3 separate regions of the Sus scrofa genome follow, and all the other regions are linked to region 1. Evidence: chromatin contacts called from public HiChIP or PLAC-seq data. All regions are on one chromosome and are shown on one strand. The core of a region is the stretch at or near the end of the contact, and the rest is flanking DNA. Distances in the headings are between cores, read along the strand shown.

What was found. HiChIP or PLAC-seq counts read pairs in DNA pulled down with a chosen protein or histone mark.
Region 2: an H3K27ac HiChIP or PLAC-seq map of alveolar macrophages shows a contact between it and region 1. The contact joins the promoter of PPIL2 here to the promoter of PPM1F in region 1. A contact is called at or near these places in 3 of 5 promoter capture datasets (fetal liver, fetal skeletal muscle and liver), 2 of 47 Hi-C or Micro-C datasets (embryonic fibroblasts and fetal liver) and 2 of 2 datasets of contacts at active chromatin or transcription factors (alveolar macrophages and skeletal muscle).
Region 3: a contact with region 1 is called in an H3K27ac HiChIP or PLAC-seq map of alveolar macrophages. The contact joins the promoter of MIF here to the promoter of PPM1F in region 1. A contact is called at or near these places in 1 of 47 Hi-C or Micro-C datasets (embryonic fibroblasts) and 1 of 2 datasets of contacts at active chromatin or transcription factors (alveolar macrophages).

The regions. Positions count from the first base shown.
Region 1 is chr14:50,038,614-50,042,732 of Sscrofa11.1, reverse strand. It overlaps PPM1F (protein phosphatase 1F), which reads right to left and starts at 2,121. Exons shown (of 8, transcript XM_021073287.1): 1 at 2,005-2,121.
Region 2 is chr14:50,231,575-50,235,380 of Sscrofa11.1, reverse strand. It overlaps PPIL2 (peptidyl-prolyl cis-trans isomerase-like 2), which reads left to right and starts at 2,539. Exons shown (of 21, transcript XM_001929539.5): 1 at 2,539-2,730. The coding sequence starts at 2,699. It overlaps LOC100155534 (verprolin), which reads left to right. Exons shown (of 7, transcript XM_013983173.2): 7 at 1,000-1,228. The coding sequence ends at 1,174.
Region 3 is chr14:49,838,823-49,842,423 of Sscrofa11.1, reverse strand. MIF (macrophage migration inhibitory factor (glycosylation-inhibiting factor)) reads left to right here and starts at 1,361. Exons shown (of 3, transcript NM_001077213.2): 1 at 1,361-1,514; 2 at 1,682-1,854; 3 at 1,937-2,121. The coding sequence starts at 1,407. The coding sequence ends at 2,003.

The sequences.
Region 1 (4,119 bases), core at 872-3,371:
AACAGAGAGAAGGGAGAAGCTTGATCCTTAGGAAAGGTAACCGCATCACTATTACAAAAGTATTGTAATCGTTGTTTTAAAATTTTCTACAAGTGGAGAGTTCCCATAGTGGCTCAGTGGTAACCAACCCGACTAGGATCCATGAGGACGTGGGTTTGATCCTTGGCCTCGTTCACTGCGTTAAGCATTCAGCATTACTGTGAGCTGTGGTGTAGGTCACAGACGTGGCTTGGATCCCATGTTGCTGCGGCTGTGGTGTAGGCTGGCAGCTGTAGTTCTGATTTGACTCCTAACCTGGGAAGTTCCAGGTGCCTTGGGTGCGGCCCTAAAAAGCAAAAAAGTTTGGTTAGGGTCTGCGATCCCTAACCAACCTCATGGAAACTAGCGGATTTGTTTCTGTTGCTCGAACTCCGAACTCCGTTCTACCCTTTTTTTTTTTTTTAAGGGTCACACCAGGCTAGGGCTTGAATCAGAGCTACAGCTGCCGGCCTACACACAGCCGCAGTAACGCAGGATCCGAGAGCCACGTATGTGACCTACACCTTAGCTCACAGCAATCCCAGATCCTTGCCCCACTGAGTGAGGCCAGGGATTGTACCACATCCTCATGCATACTAGTCCGATTCATTTCCACTGCACCACAATGGGAACTTCCCTTTCTACCCATTTTTAATTGTACAGTTCTGCTGCTTTAAGCACATTCACACTGCTGTGCACCCACCACTTTTTACGGGCTTGCCTTCTCATGAGATTATAAGCTCCCCCAACGCCCTACCCAGTCCCTCAGGTGTCACAGGGCCTCTGTGCGGCTGCTGGCAAGTGTGACAGCAGAGGGAAGGCATCAGTTCCCTCCCAACACCCCTAGATGGTGGTGTAGCCTGGAGCCCAGCCCCTCGAAAGAGGAAGCTAAAAACTCCAGTGAACATGGTGGGAGCAGACAGGTCTCAAGGACAGGGCTGGCTTGAGGCGATAACACAAAGGAATTCTAGGAATGAAGTTGCCTGAAGGTTTGTAAAGTGGTACCATCCTATTTACCTCTCACCACTAGGCTGAGTACAGTTTTACTGAACCACTCCTGCAGATGAAGAAACAGGCTCAGGAAGGGTCAGCAGCCCAATGAAGGCCACACAGGCAGGAAATGGCAAAGCTGGAATGAGGTGGGGTCTTTCCATGCCTTTGTCACTTCCAGTTGCAAGAGGATGGGTGAAATGTGACAATGGCCGGAAATGGCATAAAAGCCAGAAGTGAGACTTGCATTCTATCTCCCACGGTGGGAGCACAGCTCATCCACAGAACCTGCCCCAGGAAACGTCACCAGGACCTGTGTCACTCAGGACAAGTGTCCAGCTGAGTGGAAGCCTTCAAGAAGGAGCCCATTCACCAGGGATTAGGCCCCACTGTTAGGCCCTGCACTAAAATCCCTCCAATCAGGTGCCATTTCTCTCTGATACAGAGAGGTTAAGAGGCTTGCCTGAAGCCACACAGCTGCAGTGGTGGAGCCATGGCCTCCCAGCCTGAGGTTCTATCTTAGCCTGTCTGGCTAAAGCTTAAATACACTTAGGGGAGGGCCGGGGCCGGGGCTGCAGTAGGGCCAGGGTGCAGAGGCTCCTGGGGTAGGGGTCAGGGCCGTGGCCGCGCCAGATGCTCCAGGAGGTGGGGAGCGGAGGGGCCGGACCCGGGCAAGAGGGGAGGCACGTGACCCCTTCGCACTCCATCCCGCTTTACCGTCCTGGGTCCCTTGCCCCGGCTCGGTCACAACCCCTTGGGCCTGACGCCCAGACTCTGCCCCCCGGCGTTCAGCCCCCATGCTCGCCTGGGGCTCCCCAGCCCCGCAGCCGCCCCCGCTCTGCAGCTCCCACTCGGCCCCCAACCCCTCGGGGTCCCCATATCGGCCTCTCCAGCCCCCGACACCGTCCCTGGCGCCCCCGCCGTAGCACCCCCCTGGCGCCATCTGCCCCGCTCCCGCGCCCCGGGCCGCCGCACCCAAGCCCCCGTGGGCCTCACCTGCCACTCGGCCACCCGGCGCCCAGCGAGCAGCTCCTTTCCAGCCCCGCCCACTTCCCGTCCAGCAGCCACGGGCACCGCGCAGGCGCAGTTGATCCTGGGCGGGAGAGGCGGGGGCCGGCCTCTGCTGCCCCCTGGTGGCCGCACGGCGGCCCAGCCTGGAGACTGAGCTCACGCTGCGTGCTGCTTTCCGACTTCCCCGCTTCTGCCTCCGCGCTCAGCGGCCAGAGTCCGGCACGTCTTTAACCTGCGGTAGCCGGGTAGATGGAGGAAAGCGCCCAGAAATTAGGCAACTTGTGCAGTTAACAGCCGGTTAGCCTCAGAGCAGGGTTGCGAGACCACGCTACCGGGGGCTGATGCTTTCAGAGACCGTTAACTTCCTTTTGCTGTTAGGACGATTGCTACAGACGCACATATTTAATATCTATAAGTCTGGAGGGCAGAAATCCAGTGGGTCTCAGTGGGTCAAGTTCAAGGGTCAGCAGGACGCCTTCTTTTTTGGAGGCTCTGGGAAGAATCCCTTCTGCCATCTTTACAGCTTCTAACTGCCCCCTTCTTGGCTTACCGCCCCTTCACCCTTCCAAGCCAGGAACGAAAAGGCCCTTGTGATGGTACTGGGCCGCCCACATAGCCCAGGATAATCTTCCTATTTTAAAGTCCGATTAGCAACCTTAATTTTACCTGCGGCCCTGATTCCTATTCACCACATGATCTAACATCAGCACAGTTCCAGGGACAAGAACCTTGGGAGCCATTTTCCTGCCATCCTAGAAATGTATAAAAATATTTTAAGGCTGGAAGAGATAAATGAACTTTTAGGTCAAAGAAGATGTTTTAATACATGTTAATATATTCATCTTTGTATCAGTGCAGTTGTAAAGCATAATTTTTATTTTTGTCTTTTTGTCTTTTTTAGTGCTGCACCCACAGCATATGGAGGTTCCCAGGCTAGGGGTCTAACCAGAGCTGTTGCTGCCAGCCTATGCCAGAGCCACAGCAATGCCAGATCCGAGCCGTGTCTGCAACCTACACCACAGCTCATGGCAATGCCGGATCCTTAACCCACTGAGTCAGGCCAGGGACCAAACCCAAGACCTCACGGTTCCTTGTCGGACTCATCTCTGCTTCGCCAGGACGGGAACTCTGGAACTCCGTAAAGCATGATTTAAGTTTTCTTATGGAGAGCTCTCCAAAGAGAGCTGGGGCCCTGCCCCCACTGGCATCCAGGCCCACCCATGCACTGCCTGTCCTTCCCAGGAACTAAGGTCTCGGAATGTTTCACTAACAGGGTTTTGGAAGACTAGCAGTTGGTGGATTTGAAAGGACATCTGGGGTGGAGTTTGGGGTGGGTCTGGCAGGCAGGGGTGTCTGGGCAGAGAAAGCAGGGTGGAGGGGGTACTCTGGCTGGTCGCATTCTTTTGTCTTTTTAGGGCTGCACTCAAAGCGTATGGAAGTTCCTGGGCCAGGGGTTAAATCAGAGCTGCATCTGCTGGTCTACACCACAGCCACAGCAACATGGGATCCAAGCCACATCTGTGACCTATACCGCAAACCATGGCAATGTCAGATCCTTAGGATCCTTAACTCACTGAGTGAGGCCAGGGATCAAACCTGCATCCTCATGGATACTAGTCAGGTTCGTAACCCACTGAGTCACAACAGGAACTCCTCATCCCATTATCTTGCTCATTCCTTCCTAGATCCCTTGATCCCTCTCAGTGTGCTGACTCCAGAAAGGCCTGAGGCCACTTGTGACCTTGAATACGTTCCTCAGCTCCCCTGTGCTTAGCTTCCTTACTGGAAAAAATGGGAACAATAGCAACAAAATTACCTCCTAGGGCTGTGGTGAGACCCTGCCTCAGCATTTCTCAAACTGTGCCTGGGACCACCTGTGGGGAGGAAGTTTGAGAACCACAGTGCTGGCCAGTTGGTCATAAGGCAGGACCTCCCACATGTGAAACCCCTGAATGCTGATGTAACCTGCGGGGCCCATCTTGGACTCTCTGGAGTACTGATTCCCTGAGGCTGGGAGCTGGCAGGAGGTGGCCCAAGGACACGGTGGTGGTGGATGGTGGTATGGCTCCTATCCGCCTCTCCCATCTCTGTTCCATCAGC
Region 2 (3,806 bases), core at 1,290-3,789, 190 kb before region 1:
TTTCATGGCTCAGTGATAAGGAACCTAACTAGTATCCATGAGGACATGGGTTTGATCCTTGGCCTCATTCTGTGTTAAGGATCGGGTGTTGCTATGGCCAGCAGCTTCAGCTCTGATTTGACCCCTAGCCTGGGAACTTCCACATGCTGTGGGTGCCGCCCTAAAAAGGGAAAAAAAAAAAATCCCAATACATTGGTTAATTTTTTTATTTTGTCTTTTCTAGGGCTGCATCCACGGCATATGGAGGTTCCCAGGCTAGGGGTCTAATTTGAGATGTAGCAGCTGGCCTATGCCAGAGCCACAGCAATGCTGGATCTGAGCTGAGTCTGCAACCTGCACCACAGCTCATGGCAATGCCGGATCCTTAACCCACTGAGCGAGGCCAGGGATCGAACCTGCAACCTCATGGTTCCTAGTCAGATTTGTTAACCACTGAGCCATGACGGGAACTCCATCAGTTTTTTTTTTGTTGTTGTTTTTTTTTTACATTGGTTGATTTTTAAATCAAGGCAAGATGATATAGCCTGTACTTCTCAGAAACTTGCTCTTTTCTGTTACTGTACCACTGAGGCGGCTTTACTTGTTGGGATATATAGACCAACGTGGTTCCTTAAACAGCTGCAGAATGGTCACAGCAGGCATAGCTACACCATGATTCCTTAAGCAATTCCCTGACGAACTTTTTTTGGGCTGTGCTTGCAGCTTGCAGAAACTCCCAGGCTCAGGATGAACCCACACCACAGTGGTGACAACACTAGGTCTTTAACCCCCTGAGCCACCAGGGAACTCCCCCAATGGTCCTTTAGATTGTTTCCAGGTTTGCATAATCACAGACATTGCCACAATGAACAGCCTTGAACAAACACCGGTGGGAAGGGCTTCCAGGGGTAGAGACGGATTGAGAACCACCCCACAGCCTGGGTTTGGTTATAGGACCCTCTGGTGGCCCCGTGTGCCGGGTCTGAGCTCATGGGCACATCTTGCCTGTCTCCTGTACAGGACCGCAGCCTGTAGTGGCTTGCCCAGCACCGAGGAGATGCCATCGCCTTCTGTGAAGGCCTCCATCTTCACGCCGCCTGTCCTGCTCAAGTTCCAGCCTGTGCCCCATCCCCAAGATGACTCAGAGAATGACCCTGGCAGCGTGGAGCCTGTGCCCTACCAGAGGGACCCGTAACCTCTCTTGTGCAAAGCACGGCCAGAGAAATGAATAAATTCCCCCCGGAGGTGCCTTCCTTGTGCCTCGCTCCCCAGGGACCATGCTGTCCCTTGGGCTTTCTCCTGTCCCAAGTAGTGGTCAGGGTACTGCAAGCCAGAGGCTCATGGGTCTGAGCCTGCACACAGTAGGTGGTCAGGTGGTCAAGTCAGGGAGGCTGGGATCCAACATGGGAACTCAGCCTACACCACAACCACAGCAACTCAGGATCCGAGCCAAGTCTGTGACCTATACAGCAGCAACACCAGATCCTTTAACCCACCAAGCAAGGACAGGAATTGAACCTGTGTCCTCATGGATACTAGTCGGGTTACCTCTAAGCCACAACAGGCACTCCCAAGAGTGCTGGCAATTTAGTGTTTGGGAATCAAGGGATACAGTGTTTAAAGCCATCAATCTGGGCAAGATCACCCAGTGCTTGACTGTAGAGGGAGGTCCAGGGCTTGGCTGGGGCACACAAACATGGTGGTCTGGCTGAAGAGACAGAAGGTATCATCAGGGCTTTGGACTTTCAGGCTTGATGGCTCCTGCCCCTGGGCCTCCCAGGAGAAGGGCCTGGAGGCAGTGGGAACTGTATGGGCAGTGAGCGGGTGGACAGAAAGTGTGGATGTCCCTTTTGAGCTGTCTGCCTTGGGGGGGCGGGGGGGGGGTAGTTGAGGAGTGGATATGGGGCCTAGTGGGAGTTTTCCTTTATATTTACTTTTTTGTTACAATCGCAGAATGTGTAAAGTTCTCAAGCCAGGGATCAAATCCTGCCCTAGGTGCAAACTGCACCACAGCTGTGGCAACGTGGGATCCCTAACCCGCTGAGCTAGGTGGGCTTTTTTTTTTTCCTAAGGCCGCACCCGTGGCACATGGAGTTTCCCAGGCTAAGGGTGGAATTGAAGCTGTAGCCGCTGGCCTATGCCATAGCCACCGCAACGCAGGATCCGAGCCGCGTCTGAGACCTACACCACAGCTCACAACAAGGTGGTTAAGCGGATCATTAAGCCACTGAGCGAGGCCGGGGATCGAACCTGAGTCCTCTAGTCAAATTCGTTTCAGCTGAGCCACGACAGGAACTCCCAGGCGGGCTTTTTAAAGACCTGAGAAATCAGGTCAAACTAGGGTGGGTCTAAGCCCTGTGGGGCAGATAGGCAACGGTCCAGAGAAAGGCACCCGGGAAGATGGGCCTTCGGGGTAAGGTGGCTCTGCCTAGGGCTGGCCCAGAAGCCCCAGCACCCAAGCGCCCCCCGCCCCCCACCTCGGGCACGCGCGCTGGGCACCACGGTTCCCGGCATACCCAGCGCCAGCTTCCGGGGCGGGGCGGGGCGGGGCGGGGCGGGGGGGGGCCAAGGGACCCGGAAGTTGTTACGAGGTCGACGGAGACGCTGGAGTCTGAGTTGTCTGCGATTGTTTTTCTTCGGAGACGCGGCTGTCTGAGTTGTCTGGGGTTGTTTTGCCACGTTCGCTCGTCCTGCCGGCGCCGCCGCTGCCACCGACGCCATGGGGAAGCGACAGCACCAGAAAGACAAGATGTAAGTAGCCCCCCTCCGGGAGCGGGCCCCGTTGGCCTCAGTCCCGCCTGTGGCCGTTCCTGCGTTGCGCCTTTTCCCCGAACCCCTCTCAGCTTCGCTTCCCCAGAAGCCTTCGGCCTACGCCGGCGGGGCGGCCCCGTAAGGCTCAGGGTTTCCCAGGGTCCCCGTTCCTTCAGCTCCGCCACTGCTGTCTTACCCCGCGCGCGGTTCACGCCCCCCAGCCTACCCGAGAGTTCCAGCATCTCCTATTAGAAACAGACCAGCCTTGCCCCACCAGCTGCCATCGAGTTTCTTTGATTTTCTTCATGGCAGGATGGGAAAGGCCTGTGTCTACCTGCTGTTTCTTGCTGTCCTTTTGAAACCACAACAGCCAGGCACTCGACCCCCCCGCGCTGCTCTTGTTGGGATCCAGTAACTTTTGCGTGGCTACATCTGGGAGTCAGTTTTCAGACCTCGTTTTGTTGGGCTTCTCAGCAGCGTGTGACACGGCCGAATAGCCCTTCTCTGGTGTCTGGGACACCATACACTCCTCAGGGGCTTCTCTTTCTCCGTCTCCTTTGTTGGATCCTCCTCCCCTCTCTCGGACCTCATAGTTCTGTACCGCCCCCCCCCCCCTCCCAGTTTACTCTTCTCCGCGGTGGTCACACCAGTCTTGCAGTGATCAGCTGCTTGCCAGACACCTCCTTTTGGAGATCTGAGGGACATCTCCAATTCACTATGCCCCACGTGGAGCTCTGGATTGTTGCACCTGAGCCTGCTCTGCCCCCATCTTTCTTTCTTTTTTCTTTTCTTTTTTTAAATTACTCAATGAATTTATTACATTTATAGTTGTACAATGATCATGACAATCCGATTTTATAGGATTTCCATCCAACACCCCCAGCGCATCCCCCCACCCCCCAAACTGTCTCCTTTGGAAACCATAAGTTTTTCAAAGTTTGTGAGTCAATATCTGTTCTGCAAAGAAGTTCATTGTGTCCTTTTTTCAGATTCCACATATCTGATAGCATTTGATGTTGGTGTCTCATTGTCTGACTGACTTCACTTAACATGATGATTTCTAGGTCCATCCATGT
Region 3 (3,601 bases), core at 112-2,611, 200 kb after region 1:
TGGGAGGAGATCAGAGGTGGGAGAAAAGTCATGCACTTGGATGTGGACACCGGGAGCAGGCCATGCTGAGTTGGCTGCTGGAGCTCAGAGGAGCATCCTGGGCTGGAGACATCAGTGCATCAGTGGTAACAGAACCCTGAGCACAGAAAGACGGCTGGGTGTGGGAGTGGGGAGGAAAGTGATCTGGGCCTACCTGGAAAGCCCCACATTTTACAGAGTTATTGGCACAGCTGGGCCATGAGACCTTCCCTCTGGAGGCCAGCTGGTCCCACAAGCCTGGTGGCCTTGATCCATCATATGGCCATTGTCAAGGCCAGCAACATGCTCTGCCACCTTAACCAGACCACAACTGTCAGAGACCAAGGACAGGGCTTTCCTGGAGAGCTCTGAGACTGGCCAAACCTGCATGCCCCTTGAGTGCCAGTCCCCAGCCCAGCCCCCTGACCAGGGGTCTCCTCAGAGCAGGGGTCAGGTGGCCCTTCTGTCCAGTAATGGCAGGGCCTGCAGGCTCATCCCTGGCCCTGACCTCTTCCTGCCCCGTCATGGCTAACTTCATTCACCCAGTATTTAGTCCATGTCTTTCATATGCTTGGCACCTACTAGCTACCCGTTGAGCTGACCACTAGTGGAAGAAACAGAAAATTCACTCAGGCTGTAAGAGGGCGTCCCCAGAGGACACATCAGAGGAATTGCCCAGGGGACTCAAGTTTTGGGGTGGGCTTTGAGCTCTGTCAGACATCCCCTCCTACTCGCTGCCCCTACCCGGGGCACCACCCAGCATCCCCACCCACCTTGAGGAGCAGGGGTATAGGGAAGGCATCTGGATGGTGACTCATTTGTGGTAGCCCCCTCCCACCTGCATCAGTGACTGCGCCTCACCCCTACACATGAACACCAGCACGCCCACCCGTCCACTCAGGACAGTGGCCCCAGAGACTCAGGACACACAAGGGCTCAGTGAGAATGAGCTGGACTTCATCTACTTGTCCAGCTGTGAGCTCCTGGAGGGCCAGAAGCCACCTGCCCCCCTAACCGCAGTATCCCCGCTCCTGGCACACAGATGAGTAGATATCTGTGACTAAATAAAAGGGCTGATGAACGAGGGAAAGGCACACTTCTGGCCACGAGGTGGTGAACGGCTTTGGAGGGGGCACCCAGCCAGGGGTAGGCGGAGTAGGGTCTCAAAGTCCCGCCGTGAGGGCGGGGCCTCTGCCGGCGGTGACGTCACCAGTCGCGAAGGCCTCGCGGCCTCGGGGGCGGGATCTCCGCCGGCGGTGACGTCACGGGGCGGAACCGCAGTCGCAGTGGGCGGGGCGCCGGGCGGCGGTCACGTATCTCAGGTTCCCCTGCTTCTTGACCGCGCAGTTAGGTTCCTGTGCTCCGGGTCCCCACTGTTCCTGGCCATCATGCCGATGTTCGTGGTAAACACCAACGTTCCCCGCGCCTCTGTGCCGGACGGGTTCCTCTCCGAGCTGACTCAGCAGTTGGTGCAGGCCATGGGCAAGCCGGCGCAGGTCTGCCACGAGGGCCGGGCGAGGCGGTTCCGGGCTGAGGCTGGGGTTGGGGGAGGGGGGGCGGCGATTCCGGAATGGGGCTCCGGGCGGGGAAGGGACGCGGGGGCGGGGGGCGTCTGGGCCGGCGAGGTCACCCGGGCCGACTGACCGCGTCCCCTCCCCCGCAGTACATCGCGGTGCACGTCGTCCCGGACCAGCTCATGGCCTTCGGAGGGTCCAGCGAGCCGTGCGCCCTTTGCAGTCTGCATAGCATCGGCAAGATCGGCGGCGCGCAGAACCGTTCCTACAGCAAGCTGCTGTGCGGCCTGCTGGCCGAACGCTTGCGCATCAGCCCGGACAGGTGCGTGGGCGCCGAGGGCCGGGGAGCACGCGGCCACGGCGGCCGCCCAGTTGCCCGCTCAGCCTCGCTTCCTTCTCCGCAGGATCTACATCAACTACTACGACATGAACGCGGCCAATGTGGGCTGGAACGGCTCCACCTTCGCCTGAGGGCCGCACCCCAAGACTCCTTTGCTCTCGGCCTGGCGCCGCCGGCTCTGTTTTCTGCCTGCCTCGCCCCTAGCGACCCCAGCTCCCGGAAGAGAGAAATAAACGGTGTGGAGATGGCTGCCTCCGGCTTCCTTGACTAGCGGAGGAATTGGTGAAGGGCCGGGTCAGTGACAGGGGTCCGAGGCCGGGAGGGGCGCCCCCAGAATGAGCTGTGGGGCGCCTTCCCCTACCCTTTGCCAGCAGAAGGCCCCACTGAGGTTGGCATCCTTCCAGAGGCCACAACCCAGGAATCAAATTCGAATCGGGAATCCATAGTCTGTCCCCCACCCTCTCTCCTGCCGAGGCACCACGTGGGCTAGGGTTGGCGGGCAAAGGGGGAGTAATCCAAATCCGGGTGAGGGCGCCCGCTCCACCTCAGGAGTCATTCTCTGCCAAGCTGGTGCTTCAGTGTCTTGACTTAGGAAATCCCATTGTTTTGGAACTTTAGGATGGTTTTCAAGTGTGGGACAGAGGCTCCAGGAGGTGGATTCTGGTTATGCTGCCCTGTCCACCCCAGTTCCAGGCCTGGGTAGGGCTCCCTTCAGGCACCCAGGCCCTTAGGAATAGCAGTTCCCTGAGGGCATACTCCTATAGTTTGGGTGCCATTCATGTTTTCTAGTGCGCAGCAAGTCCGGAAAGCCTGCAGGTGGCTAGTTAACCCCACTAGGACGCTGAGGATTTGATCAAGAACAAAATCAGTATCAAGGTGCAATAGGACAGTTTCCTGGCTTAGGATCCTTTCTCCAAGTGCAGGGCCTTGCTCCCTTGTGGGGTGGTGACAAGGTACTGGGCAGTCCTCCAGCCAGGAGGTGCTGCTTGCCCAGGCCAGTCACCTTTAGGCTGAATGCCTCACTGCCCCACAGCAGGAGATCCTCCATGGACCTGCGCAGCAACTCCAAGTTGAGGCCCAGCCCTGAGCACTGGGGACTTAACGTGCCTGGAGTTGGCGTCCCTTGATCAGAGCCGGCACCTGTGTCTTGGCTAAAGTGAAGAGCCAGCTCTGCCCTTCCTGCACTGCCCACCCTGTGGGAGAAGCCCAGTTCATTGCAGCTGCCTGCAGAGAGAGGCTCTTCCAGCCCCATGAACCCCGTTCCTGGGGGCCTAACCTCTGGACCCCTGGCCCTGCACCTGAGACCCCTTGTTCTGCCTCAGCCCCTGAGATAGACAAGAACATCCTAGATAGAGGTGGTTTTTTAAATTCCACAGAATTGAAGTGAACCGTTTTTGGAAGGTGAAGGACTCTGGGGAAGAGGGTAACCGCCTGAGCCCAGCCCCTGGAGCGCTTTCCTTCTGATGCTGGGAGTGAGGAACAGGCCTGCCTCTGAGCCATAGGCAGTAATAAGGCCCACCTTGTTCCTGTACATGTGCTGGAGCCTGGGGTGGCCACAGGCTCCTTCCTTGGGCCCACTGCCAGTCACCTAGCCTGTGTGGCACACTGTGGCATCAGTGTGAACTCCTGTTACGCAGGGGCAGGAAGCTTCAGGAGCCCAGCCCAGGCTTGTAGCAGAGGACAGATCACACCTACCCTTGGATTATGGCACCTTCTGAACAGCCCAGGC